2 separate regions of the Hordeum vulgare genome follow, and region 1 is linked to region 2. A link is a contact called in public Hi-C data. All regions are on one chromosome and are shown on one strand. Each heading gives the region's core, a stretch centred on a gene start, on an enhancer-like site or on the middle of the called end of the contact. The rest is flanking DNA. Distances are from core to core; before and after follow the strand shown. Region 1 holds the start of LOC123425700 (chlorophyll a-b binding protein of LHCII type III, chloroplastic). Region 2 holds the start of LOC123425699 (myosin-3-like).

Region 1 (6,942 bases), core at 3,761-6,260, 390 kb after region 2:
GTCAGTGGCGAAGAAATATGGCCATGAGGACTTCAAAGTAAAGTGGTGGCTAAAAGACAACCAAAGACAGAATTACCTCTTAATAGGGAATATATCATTTTCAAATGATCACAAAGACAACTCTCAAATTTGTCAAATGTGTGGTTATATAAATATCGTACATATGACTACCAAACCGTCAAACATATGGTGAAACCACATCACAAATTTATTCAAAAGGCTGATAAATTCAATGGGATAAATTTGAAAATTCACAAATAACAACCAAAATATTTTGGTAGATGCTTGTTTTCAGAATCTTCATCAGAAGGAGAACTAAAGTTTAGTGCGGTAAATGGAGGATGAAATCATTTGCTCTCAATAATGTCGGAGACCTCACGTAATCTCCTAATTCTCCAACATATTATTAGCCTATACTTGTACTACTGCATGTAGTACAATGTCCAATATCCTATTTCTTGGACATTATATTTGATAAATTTTGAATGTATGAATCAATTCATACTCAGTTTTCTTGCGTAAAAAAGAATTTTCTAAATCTTACAAAATATTTGGCATTAAGCCTTACAATCCTGGTTTGGGGTTGATTACAAAATTATTGACAATTCTATTGGTCACAACTTAAGAAGTTGCAAAAATTCCCAAATCATCAGATTTTATGTGCACCACATGTGCCACAGGGGAAATTAATTTCAGAAACTCTCACCTTACAATTCTAAATGAGCCAATTCATTCTTCCTTGAACAAATTAAGAAGATATATGTGGATTACTTAACCATTATGTGGGATTATTAACATACTTCATGGTACTCATAGAAACATTTATAAAATGATTTCAAGTGTGTCTCTTGTCGCACACAACCATGAATGATCTTACTAAATCAATTGCTCAACTTCTCAAAGTAAGAGCAAATTATCCTAAACAAGGGATAAATCCATTCGAATGGACAACTTTGTTGAACTCATTTCTCAAGAAATATATGATTATATATAATACTTTATGTACATATCCAAAATAGTTTAGTTCAATATCTTATCAAAGATAGTGAAATTAATAATATGACCAAACTTATAGAATCGTAATTTACTAGCCTCATGTTAGACAAATACGGCATTACACACCATAAGTATGATATAAATCATACCAACTGCATAGCATACTACTTTCCCCCTGTAGTAATTATGTGGAAATCAACAAAGTATTTCCTATCTGCAATAATTCGATTACACACCGATATGACGACTCCGGCATACATAAATGGGCTCTTACAGAAAATTAGGGATCTATGTGAGGAATGACAATTTATCTGTCAATCGAAATTATCCATAGCCCATATGCTCATTGCATCAACAGTAAGGACATTTCTGGCATTAGGGGGAGATAAGTACCACAAAGAATGCCAAGAAATAAATTAGAAATGTTATTCACATTCAGTCCATATATCCACGTACTCAAAGAATCTGAACTAGAAGTTTAGAATCACATATTTGCAACACATTGCAAATCCGCCACATACATTTACTAATGACAAAGGTGTCACTCAATTTTATATTTCTGTAGTAAAGTGTCAGAAAGAGTGGAGGTACCTCATAAACCACTCTTCTCCCGAAATGAGAGCAAGAGGGGGAGAAATCTGACCACACGAGATATATTCTCACATATGCTTCCACGGAAATAGAGGTAATCAAATCCTCAACTAGTAAATGTAATTCAACATCAAGTTGAAAGACACCTCACTGGATGCTCATCATCCAAAGCCCGACATAAATGTGCACAAATATTTTGGTGTCGGGACATCGAAACACCTTGACTCCATTGTTGTAGGAAATCACAAGGAGTTAAAAGGAATAAATACATTTCCACAAATTTCATCGATTCCTCCAGAATCATATAACATAAGTCTATATTTCTTCTCTAAATTGCTAAAACCTTTTGGGCCCCGAACCAAAATCCATGGTAGAGTGCCTCTTGTACTCATATTGGTTCACATAAAAGGAATCAAGTAATGAAGAATAGCACTCGCTCATCAAAGAGTGGTATTTACCACAGTAATACCTACTCCTCATAAGTATCTTCCATATGGAATACTAAAAACTTCTCATTCATAGACAAAGTCAATGAGGTGGTGAACAAGCGAAGCTTGTAGCAAAAGGGTTCACAGAGAGACCCGACATCGATTACGATGTAACATACCTTCTTGGTAGGAGTGGAACTATGTTTCGATAATAAATACCATTGGCAGTACAAATAATATTATCCATGCAGTGATGGATGAAGTGGCTACACAGTCATATGAGTCACTCATTTCGGAAATCTATATTAAAGTCCGTGAAAGGCATACATTTCTGAATCCAAAAACAAATCGCAACATGTATTGTGTAAAACTTCAAAAGTCACTCTATGACTAGAAATAGTTGTGAATCATATGGTACTACCGAAACAAAAGGTATATGGTCGATATAAGTACTATCATCTTATATCTGAAGATTATAGTAAATCTTGAATATTTCCATCAGGAAATAGAAGATATGACCATGATATGATGTAATGATATTGGCTCTTTATTTGATCCCAATAACGCCATATCAATGACTGAATTTGCTGGAATAGCCTTCACATGGAAGTCATATAAATGGATTTTAATGGTTATTTCCAGTTATCGTTCTAACATAATTGTTTTACCTAAAGGCATTGCAAAATATGCATAACTTAGTAGAATGGTTAACCACACTTAAAATCATGTGGTTGAGATTCATCAAAATCACATAACTTGATTTATCAAGATACTTACACTTGTGTTACTCAATACCTATAGGTTATATGAAGAGCAATATCATAAATCACATTGCTCGGAAATTACTTAACCTCGCGGATTATAGAAAAGTAAGGAAATAATTTGCAAACAAAATATTGTTATAATCCAACAAATTATACACAGTCTCATGTTCATGTCAATGGAATTGGTATGAGACGTCCTTCACATTTGCAAACTTCAGGGAGAGTAAACTCCCAAACTATAACCTATTAACAATCATCAGATTGCATATATTGTACTCTTTTTCCCTTGATGAGTTTTTCCCTAATGGTTTCTCATAAAGGTTTTTAACGAGACAATATAAACACAAGTATCTATATATGCCATATCATTTTCTTCTTATATTTTTGCCACTGGATTTTAAAGGAGTTTTCAATGACATGTACGGTTGCACTCTTTTTCCTTATGAGTTTTTTTCAAAGTTTCTCATAACGGTTTTTAATGAGGCAATATCTTCTCAAAGATCATATGTCATACTTTCTATTTTCCCTATCAGGGTTTTTAAAGAAAGTAGTCAAGACATATTAATTGTTCTCTAAACTTATCGATGAGTTTTCTCCTTCTTTAAAGGTTTTTCTCATATGAGTTATCAAGAGACAATAATCATCGTATGTTGCATCATTTTCTTCTTATTTTTCCCACTGGGTTTAAAGGAGTTTTAGCAACATATCTACATAATTCTCCTCATATTTTTCCCGCAGGGTTTTTGTGGGAGTCTCTCAAGATTATCTTGAAGATTTCTTAAGATGGAAGATCTATATGCAAGAAGCTTTCAACGATGAAACATTCAAGGAGCGGTGTTGTACAAGGGGGAGTGTTAAAAACTAATTAGTAGATTAATTAATTAGCAAATGGATGTGTCCAACCCGAATAGTCGTGTCTCTTCTCTCTCTATTGCCAACAGGTACCTGTTCTGGAGGGATGCCTCCGAAGAGACACCTCTTCTTCACACCTCTTCCAGATATATATACTTGATAATCAATAGAAATCAGGATTAATGGTCCATTCACTTTCATTCAATCTTGTTTTACTTTGACAGTAACCATCAAGAATGAGCTAAGCACATTGCAACATATAAGCAACACACATCAGAAATTAAACCAAAAAATCCTCCAAATTTTCGAATTTCAGGGATCACATCGACCATTCGTTGCTATTGCACACACATGGGAATAATTTACATTTTACAATGGCAGGCCACCGTGGCGCGTCGGGCAGCCTAAGATCCAGGCGCAAATTTGGTGGCGAAAACCCATGCATTATTGGCGACAGGGTCGTCGAGGTGGTCGAACAGGTTCTCCAATGGGCCCTTGCCGGTGACGATAGCTTGCACGAAGAACCCGAACATAGAGAACATGGCAAGACGGCCATTCTTGATCTCCTTCACCTTAAGCTCCGCGAAGGTAACAGGGTCGTCGGCAAGGCCGAGCGGGTCGAAGTACTGGCCGCCGGGGTAGAGGTCGTTGCCCTCGCCGACACCATCGAGACCGTTGATGCGGAACCCTTCAACAAGACCCATGAGAAGGACCTGGAAGCCAAGCACGGCAAGGATGCTCTGCGCGTGGACAAGGTTGGGGTTCCCAAGGTAATCGAGACCACCCTCAGAGAAGATCTGCGAGCCGGCCTTGAACCAGACGGGCTCCTTGAACTCGACGCCCACCCACTTCTGGAGCACCTCGGGGAAGACGCACCCAAGAGCGCCGAGCATCGCCCACCGGCCGTGGATCACCTCTAGCGCCCTGTTCCTAGCGAACGCCTCCGGGTCGGCAGAAAGCCCGGCGGTGTCCCAGCCGTAGTCGCCGGGGAACTCGCCGTTAAGGTACGACGGCGTCTGCGCGGAGAAGGGGCCCAGGTACTTGACGCGGTCCGGGCCGTACCACAAGTCGTTGCCCTGCGAGCGCGCGCGCACACCAGACAATCGTTAGCTCTTAGCACGCACAGATGCTAGTAGAATTGCAGACAAGTTCCGTGGTGGTCAGTTCATGGCACGTACCATGGTGATTCTGCCGTTGGTCGCGGCGGCGATGTCGCGCAGGGGGCTGGCGCTGGCGGCGCGGCCCTGGCCGCTGAGGAACGGCGTCTTGGCGACAACGGCGCGGGAGGCGGCGGCCATGATCGTGGATGCCATGTCTGCTGCTCCGGGGTCCGTACGGTGGCCTAGCCGGCTGTTGCTGCTGGGTGCTTCTCAGTGAGTGGTGGGAATTCGAGAGGGGAGACGTGTAAGTATTTGTAGCACAAGTTTTTGTGAAGACGTGGGTGATGGAGGATTTCTGGATTTGGTTTGGGCCAATCAGGGAGCAGCATTGGATCGGTGGAGGCGTGGTGTTGCCACCTCGGATCGTCGGATGGGTTCCTATCCCGTGAGTTATCCATCTCTGCCGCCACGGCGTTTTCTCGGAGAGTCTACAGGGCAGAGCGTGAAAAGGACGTGGCTTCCCTGAAGCTTGGCTTAGCTCTGCTTTTTCTTCTCTTCTACGGAGTAGTAAGTATGTTTCTATTTTTCTGCTTTTGTTTATATTTACTTTCTTCTATTTTCTTTTCCATTTTTTTCGTGTAATATACAAAGTTCGTTATGTGTTTGTACACAAAAATGTTCATTGTGTATTCAAGGAAATGTACACCATTTATTAAGAAAATATTCAACAGATTTTGAAAAAAATGTTCATTGTGTATTTCAAAATTGTTCAACATATATCGTAAAGAATGTGTATTTAAATATTTTCCAGCATAGATCATAAAAATGTTCATTGTGTACTTTAAAATTATTCAGCGTATATCACAAAAATGTTCAATTTGTATTGAGTATATAAAAAAAATGTTCAATGTGTATTTAAATATTGTTCAGCATATATCATAAACATGTTTAGTGTGTATATCAATAAATATTTAGTGTATATACAAAAATTGTTCAATATATATTTAAAAATTGTTTATGTTTAAAATATCAAAATTTGTTCACTAATCGAAACATTATTTGTATTTTAGGAAAAAAATATTCACAATTTTTCAAGCAAATGCTTGAAAATTTCCAAACAATAAATCTGTTGCTCCATTTAGTACTTAAACTTTCACTCTCCCTAAAAGTCTCTTACACTCAGCAACTCAAGTGTCAAGGAACACCAGGTCATTAGTGTGTCGTTGTGAGCTCGATTCCTGGTAGGCCTTTTGGTTTGTGTGTGTGGGGGGGGGGGGGGGGGGGAGGGGGGGGGGGCTTTTGCTCTCTTTATAGCGCCATTGAATGGGTCGGCCCTTAGGAACGTCGCTGCATGAAAGCTCATGGACATTATATGTTATCTATAGATCTCTCAGAGTGAACATGATGGGTTTCGGGCAGCAGCGCACAGTGGACTGGACCACCAAACAGGCTAGGTGACATTTTTGCCTTGAATTTGCGTTTTCTTCCATGCTACGCAAAATTGTGTCTATCATAGCTGTGACATCTCCGGATTATGCTACAGTAATCCCACGTAATTAAGCTACTATAACAAGGGGATTAAGCTAATAATTTTGCTAATCCAAGAATGATCATTGTTTGAATCAAACTCCAATTCAGTTTCCTTACAATTCAAGTTATTTCAAATGGATTTAAAAGATTTGCAAACTTCAAATTAAAATCTTGAACGAGTTGCAAATATTTCCTAAGCTATTAAGATATTGCAACCAATATTTTTTAAATAATTTTGATGCCACAAAACAACTAAAACATGGGAAAAACATTAATTAAAATGCCTTTTCTAAATTATAAAACACAAAATATTTTAAATAGATCCCCAAAACTTTTGTGGGTAGTGCTAAATAATGCAAAGTAATTATGTGGTTCGGTCCCATATTTATTATCAAAGTATTTTAGGTGCTAGAATTTAATAAAAAAAGTAAAGAGAAATTTAAAGAAAGAAAAGAAAAGAAAAGAAAAGAAAAAGCAAAAACGAAAGACATAAAAAATGAAATAAAGCCCCCCTCTCCTGGGCCAAGGCCCAATATGGCCTCCCCAACCGGCCGGCCCACCCCACTTGGGGGTATATAACCCCAGCCAAACCCTAACCCAACCCCACTCCCCTCACTCCCTCGAGAGTCCCTCCTCTCTAGTGGCTCTCCCTCACCCGACCAGGATCCGACGGCCCCGACG
Region 2 (6,577 bases), core at 2,772-5,271:
TGGCGGTCCGCATGGTTGGCTTTTCGGCGGGCACCATGGCGACGGGGATGGCACTACCTCTTGGTCGTGTGGGCGGAGAGAGGTGATGATGCGGGTGGCTCGGACGTGCTCTCTGACTCTGGTAGTATCCGTGCCCCGATCCTGATATGGATGTTCGTGCGCCCTGGAGACCTCGTGGTGACGCGGGGGAGCTGCCGAGCGAAAGCTCCGCGCTTTGTCGCTGACGAGGCGACGCTTGCGGGCGTCGTTATCTTCTTGAAAACGTCGTCATGGTGTTCCTCTCTGTGTCCGAGTTGTAAACATGGCATGAATACTTTATAAATTATCGATACGTTAGAGACATATCAAGAGGGCATCGAGAGCGGTTCAACTCGTTGGGGAATTGTTCGTGAAGCTGCAATGATGTGGGAATCAAGAACTTTGTGGCAACCGATGACATGTTGTGTTATTTTGCATAATATGATTATCAAGGACAAGGATGATGATGTTGCCCAAACCAATATTTTTGAAGCGTGAGAAGAGCAAGTTTAAATCCCGAAAGATCAAGCTGCAGGTTAACTTAGAGCATCTATAGTCGGACATTGCAAATATGACCCCTTAAACGCTCGCGGACGTGTTCGATTAGTGACCGGACGTGTCCCTATTTGTCCGTCCGCGCAGGCACATTCCTTATTTTTTTCTCACATGTCCGGTCACTTGTACGTGATTGGTGGAGAGAAAGAGAGAGAAATACAAAAATAAAGAAAAGAAAAAGGTGGTCCAGAGTGGGGTCGCGTCTTATTTGGCGGACTGACGGGCGCGCCCGCGAGCCCTCATATCCTCACTATATTTGAGATGGATATGACGGTTCGCGGACAACCCAGACGTATAGGGATGATACGAGGGGTCCGGTTGGGTCACAATTTTTCCTTCTTTCTCCTATCCGGTCACTGATCGGGTGCGTCTGCGGGCGTATGAGAAGTCATTTGAGAGATCCGGATGTAGATGCTCTTATGAACTTTTTACAGATACATCATAATCTTCAAGATCATCATGTGCATGCGAAACTACTCAACAATCTTGTGGACCATATGGAGACCTATAATGGATACCGAAGAGCCGATGATTAATTTATGCACTTTAAATAAATTTGATGTAAATGCTATTTATTTTTTGCTACCAAACATCTGTTATTTATACATAATCGATGTGCAAGAAGTTGTATAAATTTTATAGTTCGAATTTAAGATATGTGAACGTTAAAAGCAACATATAAAGGGTCATTTAGATGCATCCGCGGACGCCCACAAATATTTAGTGAGCCGGATTTGTCACATCCGGCTGTATATACTCTCCTTACCTTGGTTGCAAATAGTTGCGCTAGACTCGTGCACCCCCACATTGTCCCGGTTGAAGCATATTTAGCCCTTCTTACTCAAGTGCGATCATCTTTGCTTTCAGTAAAGAAAAAGAATCTTCATGGATCTCGAAGCAAACGAATGAGCTGAGGCGATGATCGACAACAAACCTCAAAGGCTAACCACTTATATTATTATCTATAGACTACACCAGTAAGCGCACCCATCCAGGCTCATGGAAACACGAGAACCCGATAGAAAAATGTATCTACTTATTATAATAACGCACCACCTCCCATTGACCATAGCACAAACTTTTTTCTATGGAACATACAATACTACACAAACACCACAACTAAATGTTTCAACAAAACAGTATTCCATACAATCAAGGCCGGCCAAATGAAAGCTACTTAGAGCATCTACAACGGAACCCTTTATATCCGTGTCATGCGCCCGAACAGGCCGTTCGGTCACTGTCTGGTCACGAAAATTTGATCCAAACGAATTTCCTAAACGGGTCTCGAACGACTAGGCTGACGGACATCTCTCATATCCAGCCTAAACACGGGATGGATATGGGAAGTCCGGGCGCACGCCGGGCACGCCCGTCTGACTACCTGGCCCACCATCGCCCCCACCGTCACGTCGGCCCGGCCCACCACCGACCCCACTAAATACCCGAACCGAGAAAACCCTAGACATCCGGTAGTTCACTCTCCGTCCACTCCACTTCCCCTCCTCACGCTCCGATTCGATGGTCGGCAACGAAAGCAACTCCGACGGGGCGAACGTCGATGTGGAGGAGGTGGCCATCCGCATCGCGTTGCGTCGGTCGCTGCAGGACCAAGGCGGCCCCGGCGACGATGGATCTGCATCCTCCGGGCCCGTCGCACGCCAACGGAGTGTCGACGGCGGTGGATATGCATCCTCCGGGCCCGTCGCACGCCGATGGAGCGCCGGCAACGTCGCATGCTGTTATGGTGAGGCGCGCAGCTCCGGTCGTTCTCACTCCAGGAGGTCTGCTCCAGTTCAGGTACACCACCCACCTCCACCACCTTCTTCTCCGGAAGCGTGTCCGACCATTGCTGGGTCCTCGTGCCCGCGTCAGGAACAATGCACAAAAGGACGTCGGAATCCGAGGCGTGTGCAGGCCGTCACTAGCGGCAACGGGTTAGGGAGAGGGGGGAGGCGCTGGCCGCACGACGTTCGACCTCGAGCGCGTGGATCGACCCCGAGGACGCGCTCCTCACGGGCGTCCTTCGTCGCTCGCTGAAGACGGCAGACGGATGCGAGCCGCCTCCGCCGCAAGAATGCTGAGGCGCTTCGAGTTGCCATCCAGTTACCGGAGCACGAGGCAGCAAAAAGAGGCGGCGACGAAGGCGAAAGCAGCCCGCCATGCGAAGGAGAAGGAGCGCCTGCTCCACAGGCTGTCCGACATGCGGTGCAGCTCCGACGAGGACGACAACGATGTCTCTACAACGCCCAACTTCGATGACGAGGACAATGACGCTCCACCGCACGCCGACACCTACACGGAGGAGGGACACAATGGCATGGGTGACCGAAAGGGAAGGGGACGGCGAGGAAATGGTGATTTCCTCTGCACTTCCCTGTTTATTCATATTTCAATTATGCTTACGTAGTTTGTAGTATGAATTTGTCAATGAACTTCGATGAACTATGATCTTTTTATTCGACGAAGCAATCCGATCCGATGAAAGATGTTGATCTCTGGTTTTACGTAGCGTTGCATGCGTTTGTATGAATATGAGGGTTGGGATATGAGAGATGCGGATGTGGAAGGCAAAAAATAAGGCGCGCCCGGTCAGTGCCCGTGGATGCGTCCGAATACATCCGTGAACGTTTGAGGGACTGTATTTGAGTGGTCCGGCTGTATATGCTCTTATCCATTTAATTTTCCTGCAAACGCAAACAAATAAAAAATAATTAGAGATTTCACTAAAAACTACATACAAATATATGTAGATATATTTTAAAGTATATATTCGTTAATTTTGCTTGAAGTTTTTAAAATAACTTATACTTCCTCCGTTTCGAAATATAAATCTTTTTAGAGATTTCGTTAGGGACCATATACGAAATAAAATGATTGAATCTATATTTTAAAATATGTCAATATACATATGTACATAGTTTTTAGTAAAATTCTCTAAAAAGACTTATATTTAAGAATGAAAGGAGAATTTAAAAATGAAGGAAGTAGAAGTATAAACGAACAAGGCCGGCCAAATGGAAGCTACTTTATCCATTTATAATTTTCCTGCATTTTAATGGACGAACAAATCGGAAATAATTAAATAAAGGGGGCCTTCTCATGTTACAGTATTTTAATTTAATGAACACACAGGAAGTCGTCAAGCAGAAATGGAAACAAGCAGTCAGACCTGTGTTGGTGGTGCGAGACCACTAATCCGCAGGGGCAGTTGGGTAACTTGGCCCCGCGGACTGAAGTCGTGGAGCGGAGGGCGCAGCCGCCCGCATCCAACGGTCCAAATGCACAGACAGCTCACGCGCACCCCCGCCCCTCCGTCCCCGCAGTATCCACGAGAGTGCCACCGTCCGGCCACCGCAGTCCGGCGCCGCCCGCAGGGGCACATCAGTAATTCGAGTTTCTCTGCTCTAAATGTTTCTGCCAGCGGCCTAAGTAACGGATCAAGAGGAGAGGGGAAAAAGACAGAGAGGGGGTGGTGGAGGGGAGGACGGAGGTTTGAAATTGTGAGGGAGAAGGGAAGCAAAAGCCCCGAGGGGAGCGGGGAGAGAGAGAGAGAGAGCGTGCGTAGTAATTGCGTTTTTTGTTGGGGTTTTCCTCCTGATTCCGGAGCGGGGGGAGGAATCGTCCTGTCTCCTCCGGTGCCGCTCGCTTTTGATGCGTTTCTTGGGCGATTTCTGCTGCCGCTGCCGCTTCTAGTGCCTTGATTCGGAGCAGGCCTTGCTTTGGTTTCGGGGTTCTTTCGCCTTTCCTTTCGCCAGAGGTCGCCGGCTTTTTGCCGCTGCCCAGGCTTCTTGGCCGCGTCGTCCCCTCCCTTCCCTTCCCTTGAAAAATCGCGCGGAGTTTGGTTTTTTCCTTCACATCCCCTTCCCTCGGTGCGGCACCGCCAAAATCTGGCCTTTGGCGCCTGAGATTGGTGCTATTTTCGGGGCCGGGAGCGAGAGATTTTTGGGGTCTGGTTGTGGAATTTGGGGTTTGGGTGGGTGTCGCTTTCGGGCCCTTGCCGGGCCAGGGGGTTCATGCGCCTGGAGTTGGCGCTGATTTGATGAGAAATGGAGAAATTCCTGGCCTCCACGGCGTTCTGCTCTAAGATTTGGCGTATTGCCCTGTGAGCCCTTGCGTGCGCTCCCTGCTTTGGTCCGGTGGCCTGTTGATTTCTCGGCGGTGATGCTCTCTGCAGCCGCCGTCATGGCGCCAGTCCCAGCTGCTCCCAAGAGCTCCCTCGAGGTCTTGCTCGAGAGCATAAAGAAGCGCGACGAGCGGCCCAAGGATGAGCCGCCGGCATTGCCGGCTCGCCCCACGTGCCGTGGCCGGCTGCCCAGGGCAAGACGCTCGCCGACGCCTCCTAGGGTTCAGCTTGAGGATGGAGTGGCAGAGGGCGCTGTGGCGGATACTGACAAGAAGCCGGAAGCTGTGAGTAAGAATACTACGCCAGAGATCGAGATGGAGAAAGAGAATACTACGCCAGAGGTCAAGAAGGAGATTGGTGGGCAGGAGGCCAAGGATGGGAAGGCTGTAAATGGTCGCATCTTTGGGGCCAAGAGGAAGCTATGCAGTGTGGAACCACTGGACGAGTCTCCATATGTTGAGAACCTCCAAGAGGAGAGGAAGGATGCAGTGGCCTGCAAGGAGCCCCCCTCTCCTTATTTTTCCTCGGCAAGAGCAAAGAGAAATGGGAAGCCAGTGTTTACTGATTCCATGGACTATGTCCTCCAGAAGGTAAGAATCTCTCATTCATTTTGAAATTCATGAGGTTTATCCTATTATCATGTGGAAAAAGTAACAGATAATATGTTGCAACAAGTTCAATTCGTTTCTATAGCATAGAGTTAGGCTAAACTCACTTAGTGTTAAATACCAAGAAATGTTAATAAAATAATTACTCACATATGTGTATTTTTATGATGAATTTATACACATATTTGCTTACAACTCCCTTCTGTATCTGCAGAAGAATTTAATGTGAAAATTTATTGTTTTCAATAAGCGTACATGACTTATTACCTTGCAGCATTTAGAAGTAGATGAAACTAGTGTATTTTAATGCTCGTTCATGTTCTAGAAAGCAGATTTCATACTTGCTTTGGCCTGTGTGTCAAGTAATTTGGCATGTTACTGTGATCCTCGCAATATGGATATGTTGGATAAACAGAACAATTTTGCATGTGCTTGGAATTAGTTCTGATATTAATCCTTCCCCTTGATGATTTGAGTTTGATGTTATGGTAGAAAAATGAGGCAAAGTAATAATATTTTAATTATTTTCAGAAGCTACGGGTTTGGTGTTCTGCTGCGGATGAAAAATGGGAACTTGGACAGATTCAATCAATTTCTGGAGATGACGTCGAAATACACCTTGTTAATGGAGTAGTGAGTCTCATGTTGCTGTAATGGTATAGCTATTTGAGTAAACTTGTTACTTATATTTTGTTTGCGCAGGTTTTGACGCTGCCACCAGAAAGACTTTTGCCTGCCAACCCTGATATTCTAGATGGAGTGGACGATCTGATCCAGCTGAGCTACTTAAATGAACCTTCCGTCCTTTACAATCTGCAATACCGATACTCTCGTGATCTTATCTACGTACGCACTATCCACCAAGCTCTAGATTGTTCATGGTCCAGTCAATATCTCTTAATTTCTGTTCTCTTATCCTTGCAGACAAAAGCAGGACCTGTTCTGATTGCTATCAACCCACTGAAAGAGGTTCCACTCTATGGGAAAGACTTCATCAGAAAATACAGACAGAAGCTCACAAATGATCCACATGTGTATGCAATTGCTGATATAGCTTTTAATGAAATGCTAAGAGGTAGGTGTTTAGAAGGAGTAGGCAGTTTTATAGGATTGTTTTGCAAGTTTTATCTTCTAATGCAACTTATGATACCTTGCAGATGGCATAAACCAATCTATAATAATAAGGTCAGAATGATCTACTTTGCCCTTTATAATAGTAATCACAGTATCTTAAAAGCTCTGGGTTGCCCAATCTTTAACACGGTCTCTA

The links. A called contact is a pair of places that touch in the nucleus more often than the background predicts.
Region 1: a Hi-C map of leaf shows a contact between it and region 2, with 4 times the contacts expected there. The contact joins the promoter of LOC123425700 here to the promoter of LOC123425699 in region 2. A contact is called at or near these places in 3 of 6 Hi-C or Micro-C datasets (leaf and seedling).

What each region holds. Positions count from the first base shown.
Region 1 is chr2H:167,403,620-167,410,561 of MorexV3_pseudomolecules_assembly, forward strand. LOC123425700 (chlorophyll a-b binding protein of LHCII type III, chloroplastic) reads right to left here and starts at 5,011. Exons shown (of 2, transcript XM_045109412.1): 1 at 4,810-5,011; 2 at 3,912-4,707. The coding sequence starts at 4,944. The coding sequence ends at 4,036.
Region 2 is chr2H:167,012,279-167,018,855 of MorexV3_pseudomolecules_assembly, forward strand. It overlaps LOC123425699 (myosin-3-like), which reads left to right and starts at 4,022. Exons shown (of 24, transcript XM_045109411.1): 1 at 4,022-5,289; 2 at 5,839-5,940; 3 at 6,010-6,153; 4 at 6,232-6,382; 5 at 6,465-6,492. The coding sequence starts at 4,738.